Linked DNA regions of Zea mays: region 2 is linked to region 1. A link is a contact called in public Hi-C data. All regions are on one chromosome and are shown on one strand. The core of a region is the stretch at or near the end of the contact, and the rest is flanking DNA. Distances in the headings are between cores, read along the strand shown. Region 1 holds the start of LOC606428 (phosphoenolpyruvate carboxylase kinase 3). Region 2 holds the start of LOC100194200 (auxin response factor 8).

Evidence for each region. A called contact is a pair of places that touch in the nucleus more often than the background predicts.
Region 2: a Hi-C map of bundle sheath shows a contact between it and region 1, with 2.6 times the contacts expected there. The contact joins the promoter of LOC100194200 here to the promoter of LOC606428 in region 1. A contact is called at or near these places in 2 of 25 Hi-C or Micro-C datasets (bundle sheath and tassel).

What each region holds. Positions count from the first base shown.
Region 1 is chr5:190,263,581-190,269,335 of Zm-B73-REFERENCE-NAM-5.0, reverse strand. It overlaps LOC606428 (phosphoenolpyruvate carboxylase kinase 3), which reads right to left and starts at 3,659. Exons shown (of 2, transcript NM_001112303.2): 1 at 2,749-3,659; 2 at 2,217-2,648. The coding sequence starts at 3,367. The coding sequence ends at 2,593.
Region 2 is chr5:190,710,041-190,715,795 of Zm-B73-REFERENCE-NAM-5.0, reverse strand. LOC100194200 (auxin response factor 8) reads right to left here and starts at 3,437. Exons shown (of 3, transcript NM_001349854.1): 1 at 2,229-3,437; 2 at 1,159-2,138; 3 at 326-1,059. The coding sequence starts at 3,302. The coding sequence ends at 990.

The DNA.
Region 1 (5,755 bases), core at 2,410-4,909:
CCCGGCGGGCGTAGCCGGCAGGCGCCAGCCCAGGCACGGCTTGGTGGAATGGTCCGAGCCGGCCCGGGCACGCATCCAGCCGTGCCGGGCCGTGCTTGGGCCGGGCCAAAAAACCGGGCCGCGTGCCGGGCTACCGGGCTCTGGGCTGCATGCTCATCTATAGACGACACCAGACGTTATTAGAAGGTAACGTAACGTTGCCACGCATATGCCCTCTTTATCAGCTTACCAGAAGCAGTAGTTTACATGCGTGATCCGATGCAGCTCGCGCGGGTACTACGTGCCTATCGTCGCCGCGATATATACATATATGGATGAGGTAACACGGACCATCAATCCACTGATCTCCACCAACTTATCATTAATTTAATAACATGTATCAACCAAACCAAGTGAAATATTTACAAACAATTACTTAGACAGCGAACCGACCTGCTGCTCCGTTCCAACATACTCCCTCCGTTTCTTTTTATTTGTCGCTGGATAGTGCAAAATTACACTATCCAGCGACAAATAAAAAGAAACGGAGGGAGTATATAATAAAAAGGTTAAAACAGCATTGAGTTAACATGCAATCTGTCCCTATCACGCTAAGGACGTTGGGGGTGTTTGAATGCATTTAGAGCTAGCCACTAAAAATAGTTTAGCTATTCTTAGTAAATTAGCTAATGATTTGTTAAGTATTTATTAGCTAGTTAATTCTACTGATGATTTTTAGTGATTTTTAGTCCACTAATTATTGGTTCAGTGCATTCAAACATCACTAAGGCTCGTATTCGGCAGCAGTGACGAAAGCAACAGACAGTTTTTGCCGTCTCTTTCCCCTGTTGACAGCGGCCCAGGTGTTGGGTGCCGTGTGTGTGATTCCAACCAACCAAGTTCGGTCTATGATGTCAAGACGCAATATTTCTGTTCGAAAGATTCCTAAACATCCCGAAATAAAATAATACTGGAGTAGTACTTGAATTTTATCGACGGTAATGAAGGTGACTAGATTCGATGGTAAGGGTCACGCTGCTACGGCTCATGGGCCTGCATTATTCACGACTAGTTTCCGGTACGACCCCCAGGCGCCAGCTGCTGCTGATCAATTTTAATAAAAGTATATTTCATGTTTATAATGGAGGTCGAGGACGGTAGAGGGTAGACCGCCGGTTGAGTGCTGGACGTGTCATCGAATCCAACGAGCAAGCCCCCATGAAGGAAGTGGAAGCCGATCGCGGACGGACGCGCCCTAGACAAATACTCAGGCGAGAGGGCCTCTCAAAGAGGACGGGACGGGGCAACTGCTTATATTATATGGCACCAAAGCGAAACGGCGACGCGGACGAGGCGCCGTCGAGGGAGCCGAGCCCCCGCCACGTCTCATTTTTTTTGGCTTGTTTGGGTATCTAGGAGTGTGTTTGGTTTAAGTTTAAAGTATCGATTGTCAATAAAAATTACTTTAATATTTAACTCGCTCTCATATAACTCTCATCTAAAAACTATACAAACTATGACCGTACCTTCGATTTCTCTTAGTCCAACCAAAATACCCTAGCTGCCGCGCAAGAAGACAACAGCGGGCTGGCGGGCGGGCGGGCGGGCCGGCGATTCGCCGAATATGCCAGCGGTCTTGTTCGTACGGCCGGACCGGACGGGACGAGTCCGCGCGCACGCAAAACGTGATACGCTGAGTCGCTGACCGCTCGCACGCGCTGGATCTCGTTGAAGCAAACGTGGATGGGGAGGGGAGGATCCGGGGGGACGAACTGAAGGTGAGAAAAAGGTACGCCGTGGAGCCGGAACCAACAGGAAATTGCCGGGTTATTGGCTCTTTTCCGTCAGTCAGTCGTAGGGGAGGGAAAAAAATAACTTGGCAATTTCCGTAGAGTTCCTTGCAAGATTGACAGTGTCGAGCCAAAAAAAAAAAAAACTGATCCACTCACCCAGTATAGAGGTAGCAGGGCCAGGGCGAGTAGATAGAAAGTGTCTGGTTAGAGATGGAATACCAGTCACAGCCTGAGGCTGAAAGCTAACTCGTACTCAAGCTCTAGAACCTTTTCTAATTGCACACTCTCAAGCCACACAACAGAAGGAGTATTGCTCTTGCTCAAGCTCGAAAGTGGAGAGGGGGTGTTCCCTGATGAACTGAAATGTTTTTCCACACCTTGTAGTATCAGAAACGCATGAACATGTACGTGAACTACAAAGTCCGGATTATATTCATTCATTCATTTATTTATTTATTTATTTATTCAACCACTCGGTTTGTACAAAGACGGTCAGTGTATATACACATCCAGCTACCAGCACGTCCAAAAAAGGACTGGGTGCTCATAGGTAAAGAGCATCTCCCGGTGGGCTGAGGAAAACCAAATGCCTGCCTAGTGCCTACTAAAGCTTCTTGCCGATCCTTCTGCTCTGCTACCGAGTCTGCGACTACGGATGCTACTCTGCAGCCGGCAGCAGCTGCCGTCTCTCCTTCTCTGGTCCGTACGCACGTAACAAAACCTCTGCACATAACGTCGGGATTCCTTGCCGTATCTGTGTCTCTACGGCAATACACGTCCGCCCGCCATGGTCTGCTGGTATGGTATGCCGCGCGCCGCCTCAGGTTGGCCGCTCCATGCCACGGGCTCCGCCGCCGCTCACGATCCACGGGTGAGCTGCATTATTACGAGCGGCATATCTGTTAGAAACCTGTACTAACTACCAAGCCAAGGTGGGGATCACAAGAGAGAGGCTGTGGGGGAACATAACACTCACCGAGGACCTGCTCGGCGGTGAACCTCCTCCACTCGTCGCGGCAGATCATGCGCCTCATCAGGTCCTTAGCCGCGGGGGACACCCCGCCGAACAGCCGGGGCGGGAAGCGCGCGCTGCCCCGCAGCACGGCCGCCAGCACCTCCGCGGCGCTCTCGCCGCCGAAGGGGAGCGCGCCGCCCGAGAGCAGCGCGTACATCACCACGCCGGCGCTCCACACGTCCGCCTTCGCGCCGTACTCGCCGCCGCCCACCACCTCGGGCGCCACGTAGTGGGGCGTCCCCACCAGGCCCTCCGCGCGCCCGAGCCCGCCGGCGCCCACCCACGCCGCCGACCCGAAGTCCGCCAGGCGCGCGCGCGGCGCCGCCTCGGCCTCTCCGTCGCCGCCCTCTTCCTCCTCGTCCTCGCCGTCGCCGTCGCCGTCGGTCCCGGCGGCGGCGGCGGCGGCGTCGATGAGGATGTTGTCCGGCTTGACGTCGCGGTGGGCGACCCCGCGGCGGTGGCAGAGCGCGAGCGCCTGCGCCACCTGCGCCACGATGGCGGCCGCCACGGGCTCCGGCACGGGCGCGCCGCGCCGGATGCGCACCCACTCCAGCAGGTCCGGCCCCGCGCACAGGTCCATCACCACGTGCGTCCACGCCTCGTCCTCGTACACCGCGTGCACCTGCACCACGCCCGGGTTGCCCGCACCGGCGACCTGCGCCAGCTTCGGCTCGAGCTCAGCGAGCTCGCGGTCGAGGTCGTCGCCCAGCCGCGACCGGTCCACGGACTTCACGGCGAAGGCCTCGCCGCTGGCGCGGGACGTGCAGCGGTGGACCACCCCGAAGCGGCCACGACCGATCTCCGCGCCTATCTCGTAGTCCCTCTTCAGCTCCGCACTCATAGTTCAGAAATCTCTCTCTGTTGTTTGGGTTGGCTCGATGGGAGAAGGGCGGTGGCCTATTTAAAGACACGAGGCACAACCTATGTCCAGGGGGGAATATTCGGATCCGGCCTAGACAGGGACCGCGAGCGAACAGGGGTTTTCTCTCATCCCGGTTATGCCCTCCTTGGCAGACCTAGTAAGGTTCAGCTCGATAAACCTTTACGTAGCATTGTTGGGAGCTCTGTCACATGAGTCTTTTTCCCCTCCTCTCTCAAATAAATTAGACCATAATTAGCAACCGTTACGATAGACTGGTACAGTATGCAGAATGAATCTAGTGACGAAATTATAAAGGAATTGGGAGAGTAGAAATATAACCAAAAATGACATATGTGGCATAGAAGTGGATGAGATGAATCGTAAATAAATTACATAGGATATCGAATTTGCTAAAACATGGAAGTTGATCAAAAACAGTAAATATAGGAGACATTAGGAGAAAAAAATGTTATCACGCAATCGACTATGGTTGGATTTCAAATTCAGTACTAACAGGTCATAAACTGATATGTCATTATTGAAGACTTAACTGGTGTCACAAAAGAAAACTGGAAGTGCAAAAAAAAGAGCATATTCTGAAATGGGGGGTATAACCGGGATTGTGCTCAAAAGCGTTTTGCTTTTGTGGTTTGTGCTGCGTGGTCTTGGGGAGAAATGGTAAGCTTTGGTTGGCCCGAGGTGGTTTCGTTCGGTTCGATTCCCTGCTCTGCAATTAGATTATTTCGCTTCCGTCTCGTGTTTCTTATTATTAACCTTAGAAACAATATAATTTGGCAAGCGTTCTTGGCAGGGAATAAGATCCAAGATCGAGAAATTGATTTTATATAAAGTGCTAGAATAACGAGCGGATAAAATGCTTGGATAATAATAAATAAATCCACAAGCGAGGGACTCGATGGCCAAACGTCCGTAGTCACAAGCCGCAGGTAATTTGGTTGTGGGGCCGCTTTCGGTAGAGCAACAATTTTGTGGGCAATCTGATGCGTGGGCAACCAACCACTAGCAGGCAGCAGCACCAATTATGCGCCCCATAATAAGCTCGGGTAATTGGGGCTTTCCAAAAATAAATGGTGCCGTCCGATTCACCAAAAGATGGTTCCGTGAAGGAAAAGAAAACCAAACATCATTGCGCGCGCTGCGTGGAAAATCCATTCACTTCGCGTCAAAAAGGGTCATCGATGATTCAATCTCCTCCTTTTACTGCTGTTTTTTTTTGTTCGGCGCAAAGCAGCAATATGGAAACGTTGTTATTACAGTCACCTTGCAGTATGCATGTCTAAAGAAACACTGCACTTTTACGATAGTTTGTTTTTTTTTATAAAAAAAAATTGTAACAGTTCTTTTGGAGCGCTGAGATTTTTTTCCTACAACCCATTTGTTTATTTTTTTTCTCGTTTGATACGCCCAGGAGCTGTTAGATGTAGAGCTGGAGACAATCTGATCACGTAGCTAAAGACATCGTTGTCTGCTAACAAAGGCAAACTTGTTTATTGATCTGTAACCCGTCTCAATCGATTCGGAATGCAGTGCATGACCATGATGGCCGCATCGACGCAGACGGCTTTCAGTTGTGTGGGCCCGTCGGCCCCCACCTTCCTCTTCGGTGGGGCCCACGGCTGCGGGTGAGGAGCCAACGATAAGCAGGCTGCAGCCGCACCAGAACCAAAAAAAAAACCTCCACGTCCACTATTCGCACTTATATTACTCTAAATAAGTATTTTTTCCGTTTCTTTTTAGTTGTCGCTGGATAGTTCAATTTTGCACTATCCAGCGACAACTAAAACGAAACGGAGGGAGTACTCTAAAAGAGATATTTTATCTTTATAAGCAAGATTCTTCACTCTATACAAATATAATGCAGTCATATTTACTATATACATAAACTCTATAACAATTATCACATATTACATCATTTTTTATACCTACAGCTGCTTGCCTTCTCTCTCCCTCCTTCTGCAGTAACGCACGACAACCGGATAGAGTAGGCTCCCGTACAGAACAAGGCAACACAGAAAAGAGGTTAATGGTTAAAGTCCTTCGAAATATTATTTCCCTTAGGATATAACAATCTTCGGACGAAGGGCA
Region 2 (5,755 bases), core at 2,188-4,687, 450 kb before region 1:
CCATCATCAGCACGCACGCAGAGGGATGAGGGAGGCAGAGGCAGAGGCAGAGACAGGCTAGGCAACAGCCAAGTCGCCTGGAGCCGTGAGGCCACGGAGACGGAGCGTGTAGCGTGGGCAGCGATCTGCCGTGATGGTTTTCAAAGGCCATTCATCAAGCACCGATGATGAGTGGTCTGTCACAGCACAGGGGTCCGCCGCAAGCGTACGAAAACGCCAAACGACGAAGTGCATCGGAACGAACGAGGATACAGAGAAGGAATAAGTTGAACAATAGGGTTACCACCGTACCCCCACGTTGTACAGTGATTTTGGATGGACACAAAATCGAACAGCGAACTGCCTAATCATTTTGGCATGGCATTGCCTACGACCTGCCACGGCGACATCTCCCTTCGGAGTACAGAGCTGTAACGGAACGATAATTTCTCTTTGTTTGGTTCAAAAGAGACGGAATGACTACTTTTTTATTTGGTTTTAAGACAAAAAAAAAACAATGAGATCAACCATATGACATACGGGGCCCCACCTCTCTAAGCGACGAGGAGGGCCGCTGGGGGCTTGACTGCCGGAGTTCCCCCGCGCTCGCCTTGCGCGATGGTGGGCGTGGGCCAGACCGCCAGAGGTTGCCCGCGCGGCAGCAGGGCCCAAGCTCCCCCCACGCTCGCCCGCGTGGCGGCCAGCCGGAGATCACCCGCACGGCGGGGGGCTGAAGCTCCCCCGTGCGGCCACTCAACCTCGCCGACGGCCACCTTTTCTCCTCCCTCACTGCGGTTGCTGTCTCCTCTTCACGCGAAGAAGCTCGTGGCCCAGGTCTCAAGCGAATATTTATTCTACTTGGGACGTTCGTGACCGTGACTCTTGGTGTCTCTTGTCCAAATCCAAACATCAACAACAACAAAAAATTCATCCTATGCTGTTCCTGTAACCAAACACTAGCTACTTGGCTAGTCAGTACTCGCGGCTGGAATTGGTTCACTGCTCCTCACTTAGCTTCCTAGGTTGTCGCTCCCAGCATCGGTTAATATCGTGATCCTCCGTGCCGACTTGACGAAATCGCTGAAACGGCAGAGCAATTGTTCATAATAAGCTCGTACGGTCATTCACGCTGCGTCAGCTGCAGGCAAACGTTATCTGAAGGGCTCGATTGCTAGTTACCTGAAGGGCTCGTCGCCGGCGTGCCTCACTTCACCGGTGGCGCCGCGGTACAGCACGCGGCTCCGCATCTCCGCGCCCTCGACGCCGAACATCTCGGACAGGCGGCCGTACAGCTCGTCGAACGAGCCCAGCGCCGACAGGTCGAGGTTGCGGCCGACCGTGTCGGACTCGACGAACACCTTGCATTGTCCGGGCTCAAGACCGGGCTCGGAGGCCTGCTGGCTGCTGCCGTCCCCGAACCACGGCAGCCTCTCCGACGACGTGTTCTTGCCGGTCGGGCTGTTCTGGATGACGCCGGAGCCCGAGCCCGAGCCCGAGCCCTCCGAGACATTGGGGCCCTTCTCGGCGGTCCAGCACAGAGAGCTGTTACCAGTCGCCGCTGGGGAGGTGGCGCCGCCGGAGCTGCTGAGGCTCATCTGATGCTCGGTTAGTATGGTCCGTCCGAAGAGCACCAGCCCCGCCGGCTTGACGGCGTCGGGGTTCTGCTTGCTGGCACCGACGGACAGGGCACACGGGACGCCGTCGCGCGCCGGTGCGCCTCCGATGGTCAGGTCGGTGCTGATTCCCGACGGGATAGGGATCGTCGGACCGACATGGTCGGGACGGCGGAGCCCAGGGTACAGCAGGCTCGACTGCAGGTGGATAAGGTGGAGATCTGATAAAGATGGAACAAATTGCGCATGCCTGGCTCCCTGTATGGCTGCAGGAGCACTGCCGTCCGGGAACGGGAAGAACGACGGTGGGTGGGCGTGAAGGAAATTGTGGTGGTGTTGCTGGCCGTGTGGCAGTGGGCTGGGCGGGAACGCCGGGTTAAGGAGCTGCCCTTCGAAGGGGAACTCGGGGTACGCTGGGATGCGGGGCTTCTTCCGCGGCGGCGAGAAGGAGGCGAGGTGGATGGCCGGCATGCTTGACACCAGCTCGACCAGCCATGGGCTCACCCGCTTCACGTTCTGCAGAAGGTCCGGCTCGTCCCAGGTCACCTGCAGCGCAATCGCCAATTCAACAAGTGAGCACCAAGCGCAAAGCTTTTGTTGGTATGGTAGCTGTTAAGTAGCACCTCTGCTGCATACCTGAAGAAGGCGCCACGGCGACTGCGGCCAGCGGATGGGGTCGGTGACCTGGACGCCGGCGACGGTGCCCATGAACCAGCTGATCCTGGAGGAGTCCTCGGTCTCGAACGCCATCTTGAACCGCATCCCTGGGGACCACTGCACCCTCATCGCCGCGCGGACCGCGGCGGCGCGAACGCAGAACTCGGGCGTGCTCGCGCGAGGGTAGTACACCACCTCAAACGACTGCCCGGCAGCCGCCAGCCTCGCCGCCTCGGCCACGTCCTCTGGTCGCACCTTGCCCCGTGCCTTGGCAGCCGCGCAAGGGCTCACATTACCTCGGATAAGGCCGGCGTAATGATGCCACCCGGGCGTAGGGGCCTCGTCGCCTCCGCCCCCACCAGCGCCGCAGAACCCACGCTTTGCGCGCCGGATGCCGACGTGCAGGTCCCCGCTGTCACCGCGGAGGAACACGATGGAGTCCCCGGCGATGAGCTTCTTCTGGTTGACAAACGTGCTCCACCCAGTGGTGAGCAGGTGCCGGCGCGGCGTGCCCCGGTAGATGTGGCGGAACTTCCAGGCGGTCCCGTGCACATCCTTGGCGACGACGTTCTGCACGGGCGGGTCGGCGGCGTAGTCAAGCCGCGGGAAGATGGTCTCCGCGCAGTACCTCGGCACGGAGAACCCGCCGCCGTTGTTGGCGTCGGACTGTGTCAGCGTCTTGGCGAACGACGCCGGCTTCTCCTGCTCGTCCGCCGCGGCCACATCGTCATCGAGGCCACCCGCGTGCGCCTCCCCGCCGCGTAGCGGGACGAGGCGGATCCTGGCGAAGACCTCGTCGGTGTCTGGATCAGCCATGTAGCGCACTGCCGTGACGCGGCAGGGGACCAGCGCCGGTACGCGCGCCGCGGAGAGGTCGGCCGCACCGTCGAGACCGAGCGCGTGCTCCGCGTGCCCCTGCGGGAAGTAGCAGACGCTGGCGCCAACAAGCGGCACGGTGCACATGCTGCCCGCGCACGCCAGCCACAGTTGCCGGTCCACGCACCGCTCGGCGCCGGCGGCGGCCGGCTCCGTCAGGTCCGCAAATGTGATCATTGGGAACGCGCCGATGCGAGGGCCGGCGGCCGGTGGAGTGAGAGGGATACAGAGGTGGAGGAGACGAACTGACGAAGACGAGCGGGTGTCGTGTGTAACTGAGCTACGGAGCTGCGTGTTCTCACGGTAACGAGCAGGAGTAAACCCAGCCCGTTGTGACTTTTTATAACCCGTTCGGCGACTGGAAGTGGGTGGGAGACAGGCCGTCAGGATGATGTGCGGACGGTCGTGTAGGAAACAGCGATGAGTACCAGTGGATCGACGTATGCGTGGAGCTGTGTGGAAGTTTGAGGCCCGTGAATTTCGGTATGCGTCATCGGGGTAGTGGTCTTGGTTACATGGAGATCGAGGAACACTCGTGTGGAACTATAGATGTCTAAACGGCCCACTCGATACGGACCCAGTCTGAACCTGTTTTGGCCCGGTACGAATAGGGCCGGGCCAAACACGGCCCGTTGATGTTTCAGGCCGGGTCGGGCTGGCCCACGTGCCTAAGGACATGCCCAAATCCGGCACGCACAGAAAAAAACGTGCCGGGCCGGCCCGTTGGCCTGGTGGGCCTCAACGGACCGGGCCGGGCACTGGCCCGAACCAACAGTAGAACGGTATATAAATACATATATTTAACAAAATTAATCATATATAATAACATATTATTTATATATATTAAGACAACAAAATATTTATGTATGCATTTTATATTTATGTATGCATTTTATATATGTTTGGTCGCGTATTTAGTATTTACATACTATGAGAGAATTAAATGCATTTACATATTTAGTATTTACATAAATATGCGGGCCGTCGTCGGGCCGACCTATTTATCGAGCCGGGCCGGGCCAAAGCACGCGGGTCGTCGTATCTGCCCATACCCGGCCCGCTAAACGGGCCGTGCCGGGCCGTGTTTAGACCGGGCTAAATTCGTGTCGTGCCACGGGCCAAACGGGCGGCCCGCACTATTTGGACATCTATATGTGGAACATCGATCGATGCTGTGGCTTGTGGGTAGTGCTGGGAATTGGGCCAGGCCGGGCCAGCCCGGCCCAAGCCCATCGTGCTTCGTGCCAAACGGGTTCGGGCCAGGAAAGCCCAAATATTTTTTGGGTCGTGTCGTGCCAGCCCGAAGTGTAAAAACAGTGGCCCAGCCCGGCCCTAAACCACGTCGTGCCTTCGTTGGGCCGTGCCGGCCCAAGCCCGGCCCGTATATTTGACCACATAAAATCAAAATATTATAATCATATAAAATTCATAGCTTACTAAATTAAAGATATTAAACAATTATAATATCATTTAACCACATAAACTCCAAATATAACAACAATATACAGTCGATATCTTACTAAATTAAAGAAATTAAATAGATTGGGCTCAATTGGGTCGTGTCGGCCCAAGCCCGGCCCATCTATGCGTGCCGTGCTGGGGGCCCGACGGGTCGGAATTTGAGGCCCGGCCCAGGCCCGACTTCGGGCCGTGCTAGCTCGGCCCATATTATTTCGTGTCGGGCCGTGCTTTGGGCTCTTATTTTCGGGTCGTGCTCGTGCTGGCCCAAAAAGCCCGGCCCAGATTCCCAGCACTACTTGTGGGGTTCCTGGTTCGTGCAAGTCAAGTGTGGAACAGAATCTCAAATAAAAGCTTACATACACTCAAAAAGATAAAACAAAGCTTCCATATGAATTTTTTTATGTCTGAATAAGCATGACATTCCCTCCATCCATCCAATGTCATATTAGTTCTTGTTTTCGATAATGTTTAATTCAAACTTATAAATTTTTAAGTAAAATAGATTTTGTTATTTAGTTTTTGTTTGGTATGAAAATTAGGGTACCCAGATTACACCCTAAAACGCACTTAAAACCCTATACATCCTCCAAGGTGAAGGAATCAAGAACTCCGCCTCGTCCGAGGTCCACATCGGGGGTCTTCTCAAAACTCTGTCTCGCACGAACCTGATCTCGGATGGGGCACGAACTCGAAACAATATCCGTTCTGACCGAGGCCCATCACCCTAGGACAACAGTGTCCGCCTCGCCCGAGCCCGAGTCCGTCTCGGACGGCGAGAAGGATAAAACATGTGGCAAGGCTCGTCCGAAGGCCGCTGGGAGACAGTCGCATTCAATGCGCGTACCTACCTCACGCAGGGCTGCAGGTGTACAGGAGCAACAAGACGCGGTCTTATCATAGATTCACCAACTGTGATTACGCGTGCGACCACTGTTCTCGCACGTTGTTTGTCAACTCCTAACTGGACATGTAATGCGACAGGAGTGCAGACCAGCCCTCAGCGCGCAAACTTCGCCTTGCTCGACACAGGACTTGCCCTCGGGATAAACTCTGCCTCGCCCGAGCCCGAGTCCGTCTCGGACGGCGAGAAGGATAAAACATGTGGCAAGGCTCGTCCCAAGGCCGCTGGGAGACAGCTGCATTCAATGCGCGTACCTACCTCACGCAGG